Linked DNA regions of Zea mays: region 2 is linked to region 1. The links are chromatin contacts, called in public Hi-C maps. All regions are on one chromosome and are shown on one strand. Each heading gives the region's core, a stretch centred on a gene start, on an enhancer-like site or on the middle of the called end of the contact. The rest is flanking DNA. Distances are from core to core; before and after follow the strand shown. Region 1 overlaps LOC100193870 (MAG2-interacting protein 2). Region 2 holds the start of LOC103636117 (fructose-bisphosphate aldolase-lysine N-methyltransferase, chloroplastic).

What was found. Hi-C and Micro-C count contacts between places; a contact is called where the count stands out from the background.
Region 2: a Hi-C map of endosperm shows a contact between it and region 1, with 2.2 times the contacts expected there. The contact joins the promoter of LOC103636117 here to the enhancer-like site in region 1. A contact is called at or near these places in 9 of 25 Hi-C or Micro-C datasets (ear, endosperm, leaf and 3 more).

Annotation. Positions count from the first base shown.
Region 1 is chr8:150,209,704-150,214,381 of Zm-B73-REFERENCE-NAM-5.0, forward strand. LOC100193870 (MAG2-interacting protein 2) reads left to right here. Exons shown (of 11, transcript NM_001359312.1): 11 at 1-2,533. The coding sequence ends at 2,433. Among protein-coding and RNA genes, the nearest start is that of LOC100193870, 14 kb to the left of the region's middle. Within about 2 kb of position 1,343, at least 2 of the 20 cell types and tissues checked have an H3K27ac peak or open chromatin away from gene starts, as enhancers often do. A contact at or near this core is called in endosperm and root tip, where this site is marked.
Region 2 is chr8:150,286,245-150,291,037 of Zm-B73-REFERENCE-NAM-5.0, forward strand. LOC103636117 (fructose-bisphosphate aldolase-lysine N-methyltransferase, chloroplastic) reads left to right here and starts at 1,731. Exons shown (of 13, transcript XR_002264166.2): 1 at 1,731-2,301; 2 at 2,390-2,465.

The sequences.
Region 1 (4,678 bases), core at 93-2,592:
GAGATAGATGGGTATAATAAACAACGTCTTTCTTACATTTACGGCATTCTTTCAGCATGTCATTCATATCTGAAGAGGACCAATGAGATAGAATTGAGATACCCAGTGCATGTGCATACCCATAAGCTTGAACCATTTCAGTACTATAAGGTACTTGAGGAAGAGTGCAAGAAAGTCTGCTTCATTGATGGCTTGAACTTTAAAAACATTGCTGGACTGGATAATCTGAACTTTGAGCATTTCAATGACGAAGTATGCAAGAATATCCATGCCTCCACCGTCACTGCTATAGCCGATATGGTACAGTCTCTTGTGAGTATGTATGTTGATGTACTGGCCAAGGGACTCATATCACAACAAGGTGTTTACAAGCACTATGTTCTGGGGTTGCTGGCATCACTTGAAGGCCGCAGTGAAGCACAATCGAACAACACAGATTATGAAAAGTTGCAGGCTTCCCTATGCGAATTTGAGTTGAACTATGATAGTTGCAGGGAGTACATCCAAGCTCTTCCAGCCACAGATATTTCATATATTGTAAGAAGGTATTGCACCCTTTGCTTTCCATCTAACTTAGCACGAAGCCATCCACAGGAACCTTCATGGAGGAAACCTCTTGCCACGCTACTAGAATTTTGGTCTAAAGTTGTTGATGACATACCGGGGGATTCAATTGATGCTTGCTCATATGGAAGAACAGACTACTTAAATTCAAATAGGTTATCTCTGTGCATGAGAGCTTTCAGGCAGCTATTAATAATTGATGAGATAGCACTGCACCAAGGTTGGGATGCCATTTCCATGTATGTAAAAGATTGCCTTAGAAATGGAAAGATGATGGAAACACCATGCTTTTGTCGAGCTATGATTCTATCAGGCTGCAGTTTTGAATCTGTAGTTGAAGTATACTTTGGAGGACAAGGACAGTTAGGGAGTGAGAATGCAGATCCAAGCAATTATTTGGACCTCTTAGAACTTTATAATGCTGCTACAGAAAAGTGTTTGTCGGATTTGAGTGAGGAATCTTGCGAATATCGAATATTGCTTCATAATTTGCTGTCATCTTTGAGCCGGTCAACGGGAAAACATGCTGGTGCTCTAGAAATGGTCAGATCTGGTGTTTGGGGGAAGTTAATCCGCTATTCGGAAGACATGCAGCTAGAGAGCCAATTACGAGTCTATGCACTACAGCTGATGCAATGTATCACAGGAAGAAACCTTAAATCTCTTCCAAATGAAATGGTGTGTCAGGTTGAGCCATGGGAATCATGGTATGAGCATGGAGCGGGTGCTGCCATAGCTGATGAGAGTATCAACTCCTCTAGCAGCATCACAGGGACTCTTGTCGCACTTAGATCTACTCAGATGGTCGCTGCAGTTCTGCCTGACGCTAATATCACTCCAGAAAACCTAGCAACTCTTGACTCTGCAGTATCTTGTTTTTTAAAATTGTCAGAACGTGCTTCTGGTGTGAGCGTTGCTGTTTTTGAAGCAGTGCTAGAAGAGTGGGAGCAATTGTTCTCCCCCAAAGAAGAGCATGTTGCACCTCATGAATCACCAAAAGAAACAAGTGACTGGAGTGATGGATGGGATGATGGCTGGGAGGCGCTACCGGAAGAGTTGGAGAGTCCAAAGAATAAACAAGAGGGTGTGTTGTTATCTGTGCATCCCCTCCACAGTTGCTGGATGGAGATTATCAGAAAACGTGTTGAACTTGGTGAGCTGCACAAGGTACTTGAACTTCTAGACCGAGCATCTTTGAAACACAGCGTGTTCCTAGAGGAAGAAGAAGCACACAGCTTGGTTGAACTTGTATCTGCTCTGGACTGCTTCATGGCCCTTAAAACTGTGTTGCTACTCCCATATGAATCTCTGAGACTGCAGTGCCTGCAGATGGTGGAGGTGAAAATGAGGGAAGGAATCGTGTCCACCTCATCAAATGCTGATGATCAGGAGCTCCTTGCCTTGGTTCTTTCCTCTGGAACTATGCAGAAGATCATCACAGAAGAGGCATACTCTAAATTTTTCTCTTACATATGCCATCTTGTCGGGCACCTTGCAAGGTCATTCCAGACTGATCTCCTCGTACAATGGAACGAAGCAACATCTAAGATCAACAGATCTTTACTGTTCGCTAGAGTTCTGTTTCCATGTTTTGTATCTGAACTGGTCCTCGGAGGGCAGTATCTTCTGGCTGGGTTCGTCATCTCGAGATGGATGCACACACATCCATCTCTGGGCCTGATGGATATCACCGAGACCAGTGTGCGATGCTTCCTTCAAGGCCAGGTTGCCCAACTTGATGAGGTGGGAGGGAGCGATGCTGCTCTCACTGACGGTGAAGTTTGTGTAAGGCACACAATCTCCACCCTACAGCCGAAACTTGTTTCTCTTCTGCAGTCTGCATTAGCTCTTTCGAACAAAGAGTTGTAGGCAAAGTCCTGTGTAGTTAACTTTTACACTCTTGCTGTACTACCGGTGTACCTGTAACATAAAATGTTTTTTTAGATAATGGTAAAAGTGAATGGTGGAAGATTTCATATTGTTATCCCAAAACTACAAAGTTCTTTAGGTTCAGAAACACAACCACCTAAAAACAACTACATCCCCCAACCTTCAACCAAACAAACAACACAAGCCCACATAGGCTGCAGAGCATGTTTACACATTTAGGGCTTGTTCGTTTTGGTGATAATCTACATGTATTGGGTGGGATTGAGCCGGTTTAAATCCATAACAAGTCAAAATCCACCCCAATCCCACCCAATACACTCCAATACACATGTAATATCAATAACCGAACAAGCCCTTAAAGTACTTTATTACAGACTATGGCCCGGCAAACAGCACACAGGCTAAAGAAGAAGGGTTAATTATATTTGTGTCATTACAATTTTCTACGTTTTGATACGTGTCACTAAACTTCTTAAACTTGCACATATGCCATTCAACTTCTATTCAACTCTGAAATACGCTATTTCAGATTTCCTTTTTTATCCTTGTTTGTCCAAACATATCCACCAGTACATTAACTGTGCAGCTTCTAGCGAAGGGTGGGGCATAGCTCCGGCGGGCGTGCAGCTCCGGTGGCGGCTGCTAGGGTTATGGGAGTAGGTTTGGAGAGACGAAAAGTCATAGAGGAGGGGGCGGTTCGGGCGGGCAGGGGGGGAGGGGCAGGCGCTCGACTGGCTTGGCTCGAGAGGGGCTTGCAGCGCACGACAGGTAAGTTGCCCGCGCCCAAGGCTCATGCGGAGGAGGGGGGCACGGCTAGGGTCGAACGGTCGCCCGCCGCGCCGTAGGCAGGGGAGGGGAGAGGGGAGAGAAAGGGGGTGGGCGACGCAGGGGAGGGGTCGGCCGGGGAGGGGCTGCCACAAAACAGTGAAGAAAATGAAGCACAAGGATCCCAAATCATGTTGGTTGCTCACCACAGAAGAAGACCATCGCTGGAGCTGAGGAGAAATCCGTTGATTGACGACGAACCGAAAGCACCAAAACGACGCCCTCGATGAGACGAACGCAGCGGTCCTCTCGGATTTTGCCAACGACACACGTATTGAAAGTAATTGATCGCCGGAGTTAGAACCGCCACGAACTTCGGCGAGCAATTCCGGGAGTTGTGGATCGAATCCAGAGAAACTGTTTTGATATTTGGAAAGGGCTCAGCGAGAGAGTTCCAGCCACATATATTCCTAGGGTTTGGACGAAACGAAATTCGGGTCAAATTCGGATTTTAGCGTTTATTAGTTCTAGAAAATGCAAAATTCGTTTTAATTCTCAAAATATTGTAGAACCTTCCAAATATTCCAGGAAAATTCCTAGGAATGTTTTGGGATCCAATGAACTCAAAAAAACATATTTGGAGCTTTTGAAAATGTTTTTAAGTACCTCAAATAAATAGATGGTATATTCCAATATTCTCGGAAAATAGAAAAATATTCCAATATTTACGGAAAGCTTCTACATGGTATATTAACATGTTTCAAACACCTTTAGCACTTAGAAACACTATACAACGACATGGATGCAACAATTAAAGCACCTCTAGGGCTCACTTCACTAGGCTTACACCAACATATAACAAAATAACTCTCCATTATTTTATAAAAAAGAAAAGAAAAGCAAGGAAAAGAGTGAGTAACACCTAAATTTTGAGTGAGCAAAGAAATTTTTATACCCCAAAATTTAGGGGGTTACAACTTTGTATTGGTGGCTATAGATTACTTCACTAAATCAATTGAAATTGTTCCCCTTGAAGAATATGACACATAAGAAAATAATTGAGTTCATTACAAAATATATCATACATAGGTTCAACACCCCTTAAACATTAACTAGGGACATCATGTATTACAAAATAAGTGCAAAATTTTGTTGAATTATATAAGATCAGATTACTCAATTTATCTTCATACTATGCTCAAGCTAATGGCCAAGTTAATTCTAGTAATAAGACTTTGACCAAGCTTATCAAAAGGATTAAGAATAATCCGAGGCAGTGGTATGATGTTTTGTCTGAAGCTCTATGTGCATATCATGTATCTAGACAAATGCTACTAAAGTTACTCCTTTTTAACTAGTATACGAGCAAGAGAATGTGATACCCGTCAAGGTGAATTTGGATGCATATAGGCTTGCTAAAAATAAATTAGCTATTGTTATATATTATGACTTAATGATG
Region 2 (4,793 bases), core at 481-2,980, 77 kb after region 1:
ACTCATTTACGTTGTTTTAGCTCACGTTTTACGCTGGAATCGGCCCGAGACAGGACACAGGTGCTGGGTCGACCTCATTTACGTTGTTTTAGCTCACGTTTTACGCTGGAATCGGCCCGAGCCAGGACACAGGTGCTGGGTCGACCACGTCCTGACTGAGGCTTCCATTAGTAGGGGAAGCACAGGGCTGTCATTACCTCTTCCATATATATATATATATATATATATATATATATATATATATATATATATATACTATATTTAAAGCACCAGTTTCAACAGTCGTCATGCGTCATTTTTTTTACAAATAACTCCTCACAGCTATTTCAAATTAATCTGTTGCACATCTATAAATGTCAAACGACGCTCGACACGGGCTAGATGCACGCGGGCCACAACTATGACACAGACACGTCATGTCGGCCTGCTAACTGTGTCGGGCCAGCCCGTTAGCCCGTCGATCCATTTAATTAAATCGACGTAAAATGTTAAAAAATAGTGTAGAAGGTGAGGTTCGAACCCATGGCCTGATGAAAAAAGGGCATGAGACACTAGGTGAAACTGTCTAACCAGTAGAATATCACGCTAAAATGTTTTTAATATTGAATATAAATTGTATATAGGTATATACGTTTTTTTGTAAAATAAAAAAATAATCGTGTCAGCCCGGGCCAGCACTACGGGTCGAGGCTACAGCCCAAGCACGGCACAACGTTCTTGGCTCTTGCAAACATTAGGTCGTTTATGAGACCATATTGGCGCAATGGACTACATGGTGTTTGAGGTTGCTGAATTGGATGGAGCAGCAATGATTTGTCACACTAATAGCAGAATGAAAGGTTATTTGATGGTTTTAAATATTAGTAATTGCTACGAAATAGCATAATTTATATATAGCGCATACAGTTTTTATTTATGCCTGACTTTAGCAATCACTCTATATTTTGATCTATCTTTTTTTATAAGTTTGACTTTATGGGACTTATTTTAGAAACTTGATCTCATAAACTATCTCTTATTTGGTCTCTGTATGATGGAATTATGTCATTTTATAATCATTGTTCATTCAATCAATCATTGTGAACTCTCTTCTAATCGCTCACTTCATTGGTCGTGTTGTACCAAGACATATTGCATGGAGTAAACAATAACATCAGTTAGCCAAATCAAAAAATATATTATACAGAGAGCGAAGACAATAAATAAAAAATCTTGAATTTTTTTGATAGATAGTTTACGTGGGTATTATTGTAAGCCGTCGCAACGCACGGGCAACCGACTATATATATATATATATATATATATATATATATATATATATATATATATATATATATATATATATATATATATATATATATATATATATATATATATATATATATATATATATATATATATATATATATAGACACACACACACGGATGCCTCAAGCCCTCAACCATGCATGAAAAACTATGACTCGAACTAAATATGTGATCCTTAGCCTATATGCTATGAAAATCTTATCATTTTTTTTCAAACTTAATCATCATTTTTCGGTGAATATGGCTCGAGGAACAACAACTTTCGGCCGAGAAATCCAAATCTCGTTTTCTAAATTTTAAAATCAAACTGGCGGAGAAACTCAAAATTCAACGGTTTTCCGGCGATTTCTCGTTTCCGGTTAACACCGAAAAATTAATAAAAACGAGATAGTTAACGCCGCTCATGATCTAGATTGCTTCTCACCTTGACACTAGCCAAATCAAAATCCAGAACATTTTTGAAAAGAAAATGATATGAAACCCACAGCATAATATCCGTCCACGGTCCACCTGGCCCAATTATCGCACCTCATCCACACACCAGACCTCCGCCGCTCTTCGCCGTCAGCCCTCGCCTCCCCGTCACAACTCACAACCGTCGCCCCGCTTCTCCCCGCCCGATTTCCCAGATCCTTAATAACGTTCATGGCCTCCGTCTCCCCCGCGGCGGCCGCCGCCGCGGTCTCAGGCTCTCACCACGGTCGCCTCCTCCTCCCATCCTCCCCGCGCCGCCTCCCCCGGCCCCGCCCGCGCCTCCGCTTCGCCTCCTGCCACGCCGACACCCTCCTCCCCTCGTCATCATCGGAGGTCCGCACACCGCTGGTACCCGCGGTAGAGCCTTCCTCCGAATCTTCCACCGACTGCTTCGTCGACTGGCTGCGCGCGCGCGGCCTTCCCCCGGGCAAAGTGGACATCCGGGAGCGGCCGGTGCCCTGCTTGCGTGACGGCAAGGACCGGCCGCTGCGCTACGTCGCCGCCGGCGTCGACCTCCAGGTTGACGTGGCAGCAAGTGATTTTTCTTTCCTGCAGTAATGACGGTATCATGACCTGGATTTTGTTGGTTGGCTCTTTTGTGGCGCAGGAGGGAGATGTGGCGTTCGAGGTGCCAATGTCCCTCGTCGTCACGCTGGAGCGGGTGCTCGGGGACGAATCAATAGGTGAGATAGCATGTGGCTCTTGTAATATATATTATATTCAGTTCTATCACTCCTAGGAATTACTGAATTTGGGAGTTACATTTCGTGGCCGTACATTGGGCTAGTGAGATAATTGTTATCTATAGGTCTAGCTAACAATTAGGTAGTCTATTATATATAGCTGTTAGGATCCAAAAGAGATAATATTAGCAGCTAACTACTATCTATAGAGATCCAAACAGGGCCTTAGTATCTGAATAAGTCAATAATTGAGCTGTTCCACATTTTTCTGCTAATCGCGAACATACTTTGCTCTAAGTTTATGTGGCCTGCTCATTCCTGTCTTACTCTTGAGTAGATGCCCTGAACACGGGTCTATTGATTTTCAACATTTAGCGGCATGTGCTCATTCCTGTCTTACTCTTGAGTAGATGCCCTATTGTTTTTCAACATTTAGAGCATCTCCAACAATGCCTCAAACTAGTGCCTTAAATTGAAATATAGGGCTCTACACAGAAAAAACTACTCCAACAGTGCCCAATTTCATAAAATTTTGTCAAAAAACTATAGGGCATCCTCTCAAGTGACTCAAATATACTACACCGTAGTGGGCTGCCGTATAATCTAGATTTGGGGCTTTACTGTTGGAGCGGGGTGTTTTATTGGTGCCCTAAATTCTATAAAATATACTCATTTTCAAATTATAGGGCATTTTTATAGGTCACGTTGTTGGAGATGCTCTTAGAGGCATGTTTGTACTCCCTCCGTCCCATAATATAAGGCGTAATCACTTTTGTTTCTGTCCCATAATATAAGGTGTGCTCTTTCGAGACACACGTACATCGATACAGTGGTATAGAGAGAATTAAATACTTTTCTTGGTCTTTGAATTAAAGGTGTTTACGCCTTATATACTGATACGGGTACAAATAGCATAAAGAAATGTAACCAACGTTTATTGGAAAAAGCAACACCAAAGATTTGGGACCAAAAGCGGTTAGCAGTGACCATTGAATAAGTTTCTTCAGCTTGAGTTGGGTTAAAAGCACGGAAGGTATTTGCACCATCGCCATCTTCGAATAGAGTGTTTTCTACGGTAGCCCCGTGGATAGCGCATAGCAGAGCTGCGCCTAATACTCCGGCAACTCCCATCATATGAAATGGGTTCAACGTCCAATTATGAAATCCTTGGAAGAAAAGGATGAACCGAAATATAGCTGCTACGCCAAAACTCGGCGCAAAGAACCAACCAGATTGTCCCAGTGGATAAATAAGGAATACAGAAACAAAAACAGCGAGAGGGAGTAATAATCAAGATACAAGAGGAATTGCTTTAGACTTTTAGGCCTTTCCCCGAAATACAGGCTGCTTGTCCCATTCTCATGTACTGCATTATTATGTCCAAGCTTTTGGGTGTGCCTTTGTGTTATTTAGCATTCTAGTTTGCAGCCACTAGCATCATGTATGCGCACTATTTAGGTCAGATTCAAGTGCTTGTACAAAGTAAGAAAGAGGAGAGCAGGAGGCATTAGGTCGTACCTATAACTTGACATCCGTGGAAACATCTATCATGTCTCAAAATTTTGTACCTTGGAACTTGGAAGCTGATTAGGAATACATAACAACTTTACCTCTTTTTTCCTGTTTCAGTTTTCATAGTTTTTTTTCATGTCATTGTGTTTGTTGTTTGCATTTTTCGTTAGGATGTTTTGTTATTAGTCAAGATTGCAGGTTGTCGAAGCAGCATTAAAAATCGATTTTTATTTCTGTTTCATCCTTGTAAATGCATTTGTGCTTGTATATTTTGCCGGTGTGATGTGTGCAATCCACTGCTGATTCTAAAAAACTCAGCCGGTAGGGGAAAGACCGTCATTATATTAAGAAGAAGGTCAATTGGAGCCCCGACCGAGAAAGGTCACGAAAGCTGCCCCCCGTGTAGCATGAGGGTCCGCCCCCTATAGACCAGATATTTACTCATGTTTTGAGCCCACCTAGCCCCTACATGAAGATCCGTCCCCCATAGGTCAGATCATCTCGTGTGCGCATAACCGGGGGAACCAGCGAGTGACCTTTTTTAACATCAGCCTGAAATTCGCTCCCACTGGGATTCGAACTCAGGACCTGATGGGTGATACTCGGACCACCTAACCAACTCGGCTAGAGGCCCTTTCGCATCCACTGCAGATTCTGGTTCAGTAATTCTTCTCTCTGTGCTTTATGTTAATGATATTTCTCTTTATAACTTTTTATTCCTATAGGGAATAACTAGTTTATGGTAACAATTACCCTCTTGTGACACAAAAATATTGTGCCATTTGACGACCAAGATTAAAGCAACTGATTTATATG